Regions from separate parts of the Hordeum vulgare genome. Here region 2 is linked to region 1. A link is a contact called in public Hi-C data. All regions are on one chromosome and are shown on one strand. Each heading gives the region's core, a stretch centred on a gene start, on an enhancer-like site or on the middle of the called end of the contact. The rest is flanking DNA. Distances are from core to core; before and after follow the strand shown.

Region 1 (5,727 bases), core at 959-3,458:
GATGGGCATTTACCACCAACATTCCAGGTCGAGGCAAAGATTCTGCACAGATAAGGAAGCAAAATAATGTTAAACCAGAATGCACCAGCAAAGTAAAATTGCGAAAACTAACTGTGGTAACTATGATCTGAATAATATGAACAGTATTGCATCGAATACCCTATTACTACAAGCAAAGAAATACAGACAGTGAACAGGCGGTACCTGTAATCTTGAGCTTCTGTGAGGCGTGACACATCGAACTCATTCCTTGATCTGCGTACGCGATCGACATTCCGCTTCAGCGACCGTTCTGCAGTAGGCCCATAAGGAACAACATAAACAGAGTAATGAACAATCAGATAAGTCGGGTTGCTCCAAAAAAAAAAAAAACAATCAGAGGAGTTGATTGTCTAAACTTATATCAGTTTGGCAAAGGAGGCATAGCAGGTAAAAAGAGAGCTCTGACCAAGCAGCAACAAGGAAAGAAAAGAGGTAGCTGCGATTTTGATGTCCGAAGAAAGAGAGAGGGGGAGAGGGAAGCGTGGTCCAAACGCTTTAACTGTACCGGTTCTGCTTTTCTTGGCAGCGCCTGCGTCCCTCTGCGAGCAGCTGGTCCTCGGTTCATCACCACCATCCCGTCCTGCGTCACTAACACAAATTTAGCCATAGACCAAAGAGAGACAGCAAAAATGCAAAGGAAAATGAAAGATTCTTCAGTAGTTCTTCATCTCTGGGATCAAAAGTAGAAACCTGACCGCGGTAAAAAGAAATGACATGAGAGGCATACAACAAAAATCCAGGCAGCCCCGGACAAAGAAAACATCTGCTGCGTGCGTCGCTTGGGAAAAAGGCGTGTTGATTGGGACGTTCTAAGTACTTGGACACCATTGATTTCGGACGAGGGAAGAACTGAGGCTTGGAGGAGGCCGCGTCCTATGTGAAGAAAACTAAACTCTGTTGGATGGGGACCCGACTGGTGGTAATGCGTCTCTGAATCAATGCTTGGAACATGGACCGGAAACGTCCGACGGAAGTGAGAAATCACAGGCACGAGCAAGATGATGATGATGGTGATGATGGGAATGTGAAACCGCATTCAACAAAGGGGAACCTCCCTAGACCACACGGCAGCGGATGAGCAACCAGCTCGACGGAAGCAACGCAATGCAAGAAAAGTATAGTACTCCTAGGTGCCTGGAGCTAGCCTGTACTGCACCCTTGATTAATTCTGCTAGAACTTTTAAATCCAAAAGGCTATCGCAATAAATCCTTGAATAGGAAAAATGAACCAAATCCTTGGGTGAAAGGGGGGATGTTTACCTTGCTGGGTGGCGGCGTCGTAATCCGCGTGGAAGTCCTGCGCCTTGCCCTTGATGTTGAACCACTTCCTGACGAGGGATTTGGACCAGGAGACCTGCGCGTTGAGAGACGAATCAGCCACCGAAACCGACCGACGGCGGCGAGAACATGAATCGCAGCTCGGGGCCCAGATTGGAGCGGGCAGGCAGGCACGCACGCACCTTGCTCTTCTTGTTGATCTCCTCCCTCATTGCTGTCTCATAGCAAGGCGGAGAGGGCGCTGAACCTGGAGCAGCAGGACCGAATTTATCCACGCCGGACTGACGCCGCCCCCGACTCTATCTTCCCCTCTCCTCTCCCCTCTGTGCTCTGCTATGGAAGGTGTGGCCGCGCAAGAAAAGCTCTCCAAATCTGGAAGGGGCCGATTTGCCTCTGGGTTCCACGGAATCCCGGACCCCGAACAGGGCAAGCCCCCCAAATCTCGGACCAAATCGAGCGCCGCCGCCGCCAATCTGGCCTGCCGCTGCCGGGGATGACGCGCGAATCCTGCTCAACCACGGCCAAGAACCGCCCACCCAGCGGAACCGAGGAAGCAATGCCGGTTGAACCGGCGACGGCGAGCTTGCTTGGGTTTGGGTATGCCCTGAACCGAATCACACTGGAGGGAGGCTCGTGGCCGGGGGCGTTACTGAAGTGAAGGCTAGTGGTGCTGGGAGTTGGGTCTAGAGTGGTGCTGCGGGCGAGGGCGAGGGCGAGGCTTGTATGTATGCGGCGAGGCGGGCGTACTGGTAGTGGTCGGTGTGCAACACACAAGCAGCCAGCAGAAAAGCCGAGGAAAAGAAAGAAAATGGCGTGTCCGGTTGCGGCGAGGGCGAGGGCGAGGGCCAGAGACTGCGGGCTTCCTGATCACCCTCGTCTGCTTTCGCTCGCTGGAGCCCTCCCTTTTATCCTCTCCCTCTCTCCTCCCCCTCTGCTCTGCGTTAGTGCTCCTGCTAATGCCGAGCTTATATAATCTACTGTGCTGCAATCGGGCTCGGGACTCGGGAGGAGGAAAAGGTGGGCATGCACGGCCAGCACGGGAGGGGGGGAAGGGAAGGAGATGGCAGCTGGGCGGTGCAACGTAGGCTAGCCGTGGGTGCGTGGGCATTGGTGACATGCCATATACCGCGGGTCATGTCTTTCCCAAAACGAAAACGGTGATTTCGTTTGATGCACAATTGCCGGATGGGGAGCGCGTCTGTACCCCACCGTCAGTGAGGCAGGCGGACGGGTGCGCGTCTGCACGTGCCAGTTTCCATTTCTCTGGCCGTGTCCTCTCCCGCTGGCGATGACGGGCGGGACCCACGTGGCGCACGGGCCCGGCACCAGAGTTTTTACTGCTCCGTGCTTCTCGCGCCGAGGGAGGGAACCGTTCTTCTCCCTCGCACACTTTCTCGCCGTGGACGCGCCGCGCACGTGCGCGTGCCGGTGCTTCCATTTTTTTTTTTGGCGCAACTTCTCGTGTAAAAACTAAAAACTCCTCGGTTTATTACATCCATCCATCGATCAACGCTGTTAAGAGCTAGGTTTCATCACCTCCTCCCAACACGATCGACGCACGGTCTGAACGGGCAAGTTTTACTGACCGGGTTTTTCTCTGGGTTTTCCTCACGACCCTCAAAGGTGAAAGGTACCGTCTCGTTGATTTCCTACTTACTTCTAGTAACGGGAGAACATTTTGCACCGTTGATTAGCAAGAGACGTACGGTGGCTTTCAAAGCAGGCTGTGACCAAACCTTGGACGCATGCGCACAAAAGGTTACCCCTGAACAATGCCTCGGTCGGACCTGGCACAGTGGCGCCGAGATGAGATCGGCAGGGTTGCGCTTGCGCACGATAAAAGGTACTAGAAGTACTACAGAATCAGCACACACTTCGTGGAAGCAGCTGTTTGAACTTTGCTTTTACTGAAGCAAGCGGGCGGGCGAGCGAGCTTGGTATTAGACGTCGGGCATGGTGTCCATGGATATGGACGGATAGCTGCTTTGCATGCATGCGACCCCGGCTTTATGGGTCTACGTGTTCGATAGCGTGCATGTCCCATGGTATCAACCTTTTCTCTACAAGAACAAAAAGCTTGGTATTTGCCCGTACGTTTGTATTCACAAAGGGGTTTTATTATTATTATTATTATTATTGCGGGCTATTCACAGAGGTACTTGCAAACCGGTGCGTGCATGCATGCGTCTACGCACACCCAGAAATGAAAGCCACGTATGGTTTCCTCTGCGCAAATATGCAAAGATTTCAGGGGTTGGGTTTACGTGGCGCACACTAGCTAAGCTGGCCGAAGAGAAAGGAACCCCGGCTCGTGGGCTCTGCTGGCTCCTGCCCTGCGGCCCCGGCCCTGAGCGTGGTGTTTTTCCTTGTCGCGTCGGTATGTGCGTGCGTGTACCCGCCGCTTCCGTTTGGTTTTCTCCCTCGATCGACGCCTCCGCCGGTGGTGCCACAGCCGCACAGGCCACACACGCGTGCGTCACACACCCTGACGCCGACAAGGCTGTTGCTATCCATACTACCATTCTTCTTCTGGCACGCACTTCCCTGGATGCATGGCGCGCGACCGTGTGCATACATGTTGCAGCGTCGTGTTCTCCGTCCTGACCGTCTATCATTCTCAGGTTGTATCGGTCTTTGGTCGATCGACGATGGGGGCTCCTCGCACGCAAACCACCGATGAATGGGTGCATGCGTGCGCGTGCGTACGTGTGCATTGCTTGCATGCCATGGCTGCATTGTCTTTCCAAAATGATTTCGTGACAACGACATCCTGCCTCATTTACGTGGCTGGCTGCTCCCGGATGAAAGAAAGAAAAAATGACCCAACCAGAACCAAAAGCAGCCTGTAGGGTTATCGTGTAAATTCTTGGTATAAAAAAATTAAGAATGTTTATATTTAATACAAATGTGCCTAGAAGATGAAGGGAATACGTAGTACAAAATTTCTTTATGCAGTGAGTACGCAGTAAAAAGATCTGAAATAAATTATCAATTCATAACGACGGATGGTTTCAGGTCTGAACGGGTTCGGGTTGGATCGATAAAGTCTCATGAGAGGTTTTTTCTCCGAAATTTCTTTGCCAGCCCGAAACATGAAAAGTCCCCATGATTCCTTCGAGTAACGGGAGAATAATCCGGCCAACCAAGAGTGCACTTGAACTGAACATGCTGCCACCGTTCATTTAATTTGTGAACGATATGGTAGCAAGAGACGTACAGTGACCTTTCCAAACTAGGCAGATCAAATCTCTCGGACACATGCACACGAAAAGCTAGATATTGGTAGTGAGATCGAGATCGACATATAGTATCGTATCGACGACTCGATCCAAACAATATCTTTGGTGGACTGGTCACGCTGGGGTTGATATCGACATGGCTAGACACAAAAAAGGGTGCGGGTCAGCATGCATTTTCGTGCCTGCAGTACTCTTTTTTTGATAGGATAGTATTTAAAATTTGCTTCTATTGAGGCAAAGCAAGTACTGTAGTAGCGGCCTTGGACTATGGGCACGGCGTCGATGGATCGCTCCTTTGCATGCATGCATGCAATGCAACCCGGGCTGAATTATGGGTCTACGTGTCCGGTAGAATCGATAGGTAGAATGCATGTGTGAGCGTGAGTTTGAGTACTCCCACGTCGAGCTTAGTCTTTTCACGTTTGTCTTCACGTAGCCTACATGCGAACCAGTGCATGCATGCACGGCCACCCAAAAAATTCGAAGCCACGCCATGCATATGGCGCCACAAAATTGGACTGAACCGTGCGAGTGCATGCATGCCTGATCGTGTAGAAATGCACGTGTGCGGTCACGCGATTACTGTTTCAGGGGCAGCCATCGGTTACTGCTACTTCCCCGTTAGTCGACACGTACAGCCTGAAGCGTACAGGCATGCGCCAAGCATGCAGATGAGATGACACCATGAAGACCACACGATCGAGTTGCACCAAAAATTTAGAGGTTTGTTGTTTTACCCGGCCAGGCGCCGCATGCAAGTGAACGGAGAAGCGTACGTACACGTGCATCTACAACTTTCCCGCTGTTTAATTCGGGTAGGTACGTGGTACAATACGTACGAGTGCATCCGCAATAGTGATCGGATAGATAGCTAGGAATGGAAAGCATGGATGATCGGTCGAGCAGCTTTGATTACACGATCAGTCTTTGGGGGGTAGGATCATACTAGGACACAGCTATAGCTAACTAGCCATGCATGCTCGAGGAGCAGCTAGCCTAGCCTGCGTACATATTAGTATCTCCCATTCCAGACCTATATATACATGCAAGGCACGTCCGTCCTGCCATCTACATATGATGTGTCGCGTCAGGCCGTCAGCATGGCTTTCACACCCATATCCGAAACGGCAATACCTACAGGTTTTTCCGAAGAGCAACCCCCCGAACG
Region 2 (6,130 bases), core at 2,387-4,886, 280 kb before region 1:
GTGCTAGATAGTTCGAAATCATAAAAATTAAAATCTCAGTCGCTCCAATCATCTGCACCATCATCATCGTCGTAGGTGTCGTCAGAGGTTGACAGCCAGATGTCGAACCAACGCCCGTCTTCTTCAGTGAAGAAGGAGCTCCCGCCTGCATTGACGAGGTCGGCCTGCGCACTCGCCAATGCCTTCCGCCGACGCCCGTCCAACCGCTCCTCGCGGCGCCGGCGCGTGTCCTCCTCACGGCGCCTTGCCCAATATTCCTGCTCGTAGGCGACGTCCTTCGGGTGGCGCCGGCGCCACTCCGCCATGACCCGCTCGTCCTCCTGGGCGACGAGGAGGCGGCGCTGCCGCGCAGTGTGCTCCGCACGGTCTTGTGCGGAGTTTCCACGAGGCGGCGGGGCGACGTCTAACGCCTGCTGGAGCGTGTAGACGTCCTGGAAGTTCATTTGGCGGCGCGACCTGCATAGGCGTCACGCCGCTGCGTCGAACGCGCGGGCGGCCTCGTGCGCCGTGTCGTACGTGCCGAGGCTAAGTCGGAGATCGCCGGAGCGTATATCGGCGTAGAACCCGCCGTTGGGGCGCTCGCGGACGCCGCGGTAGCCGGACGCAGAACGACGGCGCGGCGGCATGGTGGCGCGTCGGGGGCAGGGCGCTGGAGCGGTGGCGGCGCGCTGGAGCGGCGGTGGCACGAGAGGCAGAGGGAGAGAGAGAGTGGAGGGGTGGCGGTGCGAGGGAGCGGCAGCGCTGCGCTTTTTATAGGCGCGCGCGAAGCGGCGCGGCAAAAATGGCGCGCAAGCTGCCGCCTTTTCGCGCGCAACCGGTTACCGCGCGCGCTGTTTTTCCGCCGCCGCTGGAGCGCGCCATTCCGTCCCGCGCGCGCTAAAATGACGGTTTACCGCGCGCGCGTCCCTTTTCACGCGGCTGTTGAAGATGCTCTGAGGTATTCACTATAACCTATATTTGTATCATCAAATGATAAGTGTGCATGTGTTGGCATGGATTTAAGATTTCAAAAACAAAAGTTGTGGTTACAAAAGAGGACAGCTGAGTGACGGATCAGCGTTGTCCATGGACGCATCTGAAACGTTTGGAGGGTTAGATTTGACTACTCTAGTAAGGGCAACTCTAACCGATACCTATTGGGCGTTAGAGCAACATAATTTTGTTTTTTCTCCTCTAATGTGCATCTTGCCAATCCCCAATGGCCGTTAGCGGAGGATAAATTATCCCCCCGACTGCCGCACCCTAGATGGCTAAAGTCCACTAGCCGAAAGCATCACTAGCCGTTTGAATCAGCAAGGACCACCTTGCAAGGCTAAATACTCCTGGGTGACCGATAGCGAAGTAGTACCGTGAGGGAAAGGTGAAAAGAACCCCCAGTGGAGAGTGAAATAGAACGTGAAACCGTGCTGAGCTCCCAAGCAGTGGGAGGGGAAAGTGATCTCTGACCGCGTGCCTGTTGAAGAATGAGCCGACGACTCATAGGCAGTGGCTTGGTTAAGGGAACGGAACCCACCGGAGCCGTAGCGAAAGCGAGTATTAATAGGGCGATTGTCACTGCTTATGGACCCATCATTGGTGTTGACTTTGTATACTATTCCGTTGTAGTTGTAAATACACGATCTTTTCGTAGATCCATTGTAATCTTGAAATTCTATAAAAATGAAAACAATAACTTTAGTCGCCTTGGAAAGCGATATGAGGTGCTCGGAAATGGTTGAAGTAATTGAATAGAAGGATCACTATGACTATAGCCTTTGGTAGAGTTCCTAAAGAAGAAAATGATCTATTTGATACCATGGATGACTGGTTACGAAGGGACCGCGCCTATCCCAATCCTATTTTTTTACTTCACCGCTACCGCTCCGAGCAAAACTCTCGTGCCTTTGGTCGCCTCTCCCATGTTGCTCCTGTGTTGCCTCCCTTGGCCCTGGCCACCCTTCTGTCCGACACGAGACGGTTCTTCCACTGTCGTCGTTGCCAGAATCGAGGTGAAATGCCGCCATTGTCACCATAACCGATTCATCAGATTGACAACATTTTTCTTCCACTTTGACGGCTGCTTCTCCAGACCTTGCTTTTGCACCGCTGCATGTCATTTCCACACTTCACCACCTATTGGTTTGGCGGAAATGACGGCAACTGCCGATGCATCACCACCACGCCGCAAGTGTTCGATGAATTGACTAGGTGAGTTTCTTGCACGTTTCTTTTTAAACCGAGACGTATGGATTGAACCTACACATTTGAATTATAGGTGAAGATGTTTTTTTTAAGATCCGATGAAGAGGTTGAGGAAGATTGTTTTGGAATACTCGTCGTCATCCAAAGAGGAAGAAGACCAAGAAGACTTTGGATTCGGTTTTTAAACTATGTTCATGATTTTCTTGAACATCTATATTTACCTTTAGTTTCTATATGTGTGCTGATACGTAGTTATAATGTACACTAGAATTGCATAAGTTTAGAAAAGTCAATAATTAGGGGATTGGCTAGGTCATATCAAAACTTGATGGAGTATAAATAGTCCACTAAGAGTTTACTTCCCCGGATCCTCATTTATTTATAGGGACCGGTTAGAGTTGTCCTAATGGATCCTCTGGGTGCAATGAGACCTCCTGTTCTCCATCATTCATTCAAGCCTTGCTCAAAAGCCCCCCCCCCCCCCCCCCCCCCTCAAAAAAAACGTTCAAGTTTAACGGGGTCTCGGCCTCTGCTATTTCCGATCGTCCATTTACAGTGCCCGGGGCCAATTCAGCAGTTGTCAGGGTCGACGAATCAGAGCTATTGCCACGACGGCGACGGCGACGGCGACGGCCATACTTGTGCTTCCTGCTCTGTTGACGTTCCCGTAGGAGCCCTGAGGCGTCGGAGCGGCCTTGGATCCCGACCCTGCGTCAGATCCAGAGACACAAAATGGTGCTTCGATTAGCTCAGTATGATGCGCTCCGATCAGCTCCACGAGCCTACTCCAAAAAAATATATCTGCAGGAGGTTCTGCACGTACCTGCAGGGGCAACGTCCGGATCGTAGGGCGCCGCCGGAGAAGACATCGGAGCACCCATGGCTGCACGAATGGCACGACGTTATCTTCTGCTCGTGGTGTTGTTCGTGCTTGCGAAATGTGAACTTACCGTCGCACTGGCTGGCGGGCGGGGCCTGGACCCTGCACGCCGCTGGCATCTGCAGCGCGCGGGCGCCGTCCAGGGCGACGCCGAGCGTGGCCGCCGTGCCGCCGAGCACCGCGCAGAGGCACCGCGGGCTGGACCGCAGCACGCCCGACACCGCCGCGCAGCACGGCTCCCCGGGCGCCGTCGCGTTGCCCGACATGTAGCCCATGCAGGGCGACAGGCTCACGAGCTCCGGCATGCACCCAGAGCCCCCGCCACCGCCTGAGGGCGCCGGGGCCGGCGCCTGCGCCTGCGCCGTGCACCGACACGCCAGCAGCGCGGCTGCCACTGCCAGGACAAGGCCGAGCAGCGAGACGCCGTGCTGACACGCTCCCATTGGGCTTGGCGTGGTTCCTGCTCGCCTTCTATGCGCGAACTGTGAGTGCACTGGCACGGACAGTTCTCTTATTTTGTAGCAAGAACCAGTCTCGTTCTTGACACTGACAGACCATGGTCCATGATACTCCATAGGTATTCGCCATTGTTAGGTTGGTAGCGCCGCACCGGTAAGCCCAGGCTTTCCATACGTATTCGCCATTGTTCGGTCAACTTCTCGCCAAATCTTTGGACTTCGTTTTCATGGCGAGTCAGTCGGAGTCTCCAAGACAGAGAGAGCAGTGCACCTGCAAACTTTGTGGATTCATCTGGTCACAATCCCAGCTACCTGACGTCCTGATCACCTAAACGCATCAGCACAAGCGGTTCGCGCAACCACCATGGCCAAACGCTCATCTACCACCTGGAACATTCTTATTTCTTAACCACACACACGAGAGGCGCCGTCAACCAGATGCATATATAATGGCGCGAAACCGCGCGGGATCCTGCACAGTCCAATTTGCTCCTTCAAAAACCTTTGTACATTTCAGTTGTATGATCAGGCTATGAAACGTGACGGTGCGATGGGCGTGGCGGCGGCGATGGTGCTGGTGCTGGCCGTGGCCGTGGCCGTGCTGCCGGCGGCGGTGTCGGGGCAGGCGGGGGTGGCGACGTCGTGCACGGCGTCGCTGATCAGCACGTTCACGCCGTGCCTCAACTTCGTGACGGGGAGCACCAACGGCGGGGGGTCGCCGACGCTGCAGTGCTGCAGGGCGGTGGCCGGGGTGGTCCGCACCGGCGCCGACTGCGCCTGCCTCATCCTCACCGGCAACGTGCCCTTCGGCCTCCCCATCAACCGCACCCTCGCCATCTCCCTCCCCAGGGTCTGCAAATCCATCTCCGTCCCGCTCGTCTGCAGAGGTCCGTTTCCACTTGCAACAATTTCTGTTCACTGCACAGACTGAGCTCTGATTGACGAAAAAAGTTCTTAAACCTTTCCATTTTTTGTGATCTGCAGATACAGCGACGCAGATCCCAGCTCCAGGTAACTTAATTCTTCTTGCTTAGGCTGCCATTGCCATTGTACTACTGAGTGAAAATTACTGAAGCTGATTAACACTGAACCATGAACTTGCAGGGCCAATTGCATTTGCTCCGGCGCTGCCCCCTCTGCGTAAGTATCTTCGACGGCCTTCTGCTCTTACCGTAAGCGTATCGAAGTTGCAAACTAATTCGTTTGTCTGAATATACGATTTTCAATTCTGCAGCAGCGTTGCCGCCGGAGTCGTCGGTGGATGAGACGGCGACTTCGCCGGCGGTGGAAGCGCCGCCGGTCATGCAGGGGCAGAGGCCGGTGGTGGTGCCCAGCTCGGCGTGGAAGGGCGCCCGCACTCCCTCCGTTCTTCTGGTTGTGGCTGCATCCATTTTTGTTCTGATTACGTAGGTTGTACACGTGGACCTGTAGGATGCCCATCTCTGGGAAATGTCTGGTTTTCACCGCAAAAATACATGTGTTTGTCTTGATGACTTTCAGCTTACCTTGTAACAATTTTTTTCTTGCGGGATCAATATGACATGATTAAGGAAGAACAATTACTAAGGACATCTCCATCGCTAATAATTTTTTGCAGATGGGATCAAAATGACATGATTATGAAAAAACAATTATATGATTAATTATGAAAGACCAATTACTAACGACGTATCACGCTAGTTCCTAAACCAGCAAATGTCTTTTGTTAGGGTCTAGCGTGAGATGCCATTAGTAATTGTTCTTCCATAATCATGCTCCGTTCCTTATACGTCCGCGGATGTGTCCGGACACGCCCGCAGACTCATCCAAAAAGCCCCTCTTCCTGCCTGCCTTTACATATCTTAAATCTGGACTCTTAAATTCAAGCAACTCCATGCACGTCGATTATACACGTCAAGGTCTCATGTAAATAACAAATGTTTGGTAGCGAAAATAAATAGTGTCTATATAAAAATTATTTAAAGTGCAGAACTCAATCACCAACTCTTTTATTTTCATTGTAGGTCCACATGATCCACATGAGCATCGGAATTCATCGTTTCTCTTAAAAGATAAAAAAAATCTAGGTTGGACAATGTGTCGAACACATAGAGTGCAAGGGGGAGCTCGGGAGTTGCTGAGCGTATCGTGGTGGCGTCTGGAACGGCGACGAAGACGAGAGACGTGAGTGTTGTGCCGGTGCTGGCGACACGGGCGCTCGAAAGGCTGCGGAGCGCGTGCGGTGGCGGAGCTACGAGACAGACAATGCGGAGGAGGAAAAAAAAAGAGGAGGGAGCAATTGAATCCGGTAGGCCGAGGGGATAGATTTGATGCAATTTGCGATGGGTCGGGCTGTCAGGTCCGACATGGCGGACGCGTCTAGGCGCTCGAGCGCCTCATATTCGCTTTATATTTAGTTTGTATATGAGGGGTGTCAATCAGTTGAGTATTTGAGGGCCGTTTAAGATCCTGTCTGCATCGGTGTTTCACAACCGAACACTGGCCGGACAGCCTGTCCAAACATTGAGACGGATTTAAAAGGTCGGACAGTAGATACTCTAAGTTCCATATGAACAAAGGGTTAGGATCGTTTCAGTGTTTTTCCATTCAAGATGGATCCTGTCTGTGAAGG

Evidence for each region. Hi-C and Micro-C count contacts between places; a contact is called where the count stands out from the background.
Region 2: a Hi-C map of leaf shows a contact between it and region 1, with 5 times the contacts expected there. The contact joins the promoter of LOC123397218 here to the promoter of LOC123452648 in region 1. A contact is called at or near these places in 3 of 6 Hi-C or Micro-C datasets (leaf and seedling).

What each region holds. Positions count from the first base shown.
Region 1 is chr5H:545,064,506-545,070,232 of MorexV3_pseudomolecules_assembly, reverse strand. LOC123452648 (type I inositol polyphosphate 5-phosphatase 4-like) reads right to left here and starts at 2,208. Exons shown (of 13, transcript XM_045129347.1): 1 at 1,503-2,208; 2 at 1,303-1,396; 3 at 548-622; 4 at 205-292; 5 at 1-42. The coding sequence starts at 1,532.
Region 2 is chr5H:545,341,679-545,347,808 of MorexV3_pseudomolecules_assembly, reverse strand. LOC123397218 (non-specific lipid transfer protein GPI-anchored 2-like) reads right to left here and starts at 3,636. Exons shown (of 3, transcript XM_045091853.1): 1 at 3,132-3,636; 2 at 3,005-3,064; 3 at 2,665-2,889. The coding sequence starts at 3,636. The coding sequence ends at 2,762. LOC123398799 (non-specific lipid transfer protein GPI-anchored 16-like) reads left to right here and starts at 3,988. Exons shown (of 4, transcript XM_045093254.1): 1 at 3,988-4,406; 2 at 4,504-4,530; 3 at 4,624-4,659; 4 at 4,754-5,018. The coding sequence starts at 4,052. The coding sequence ends at 4,929.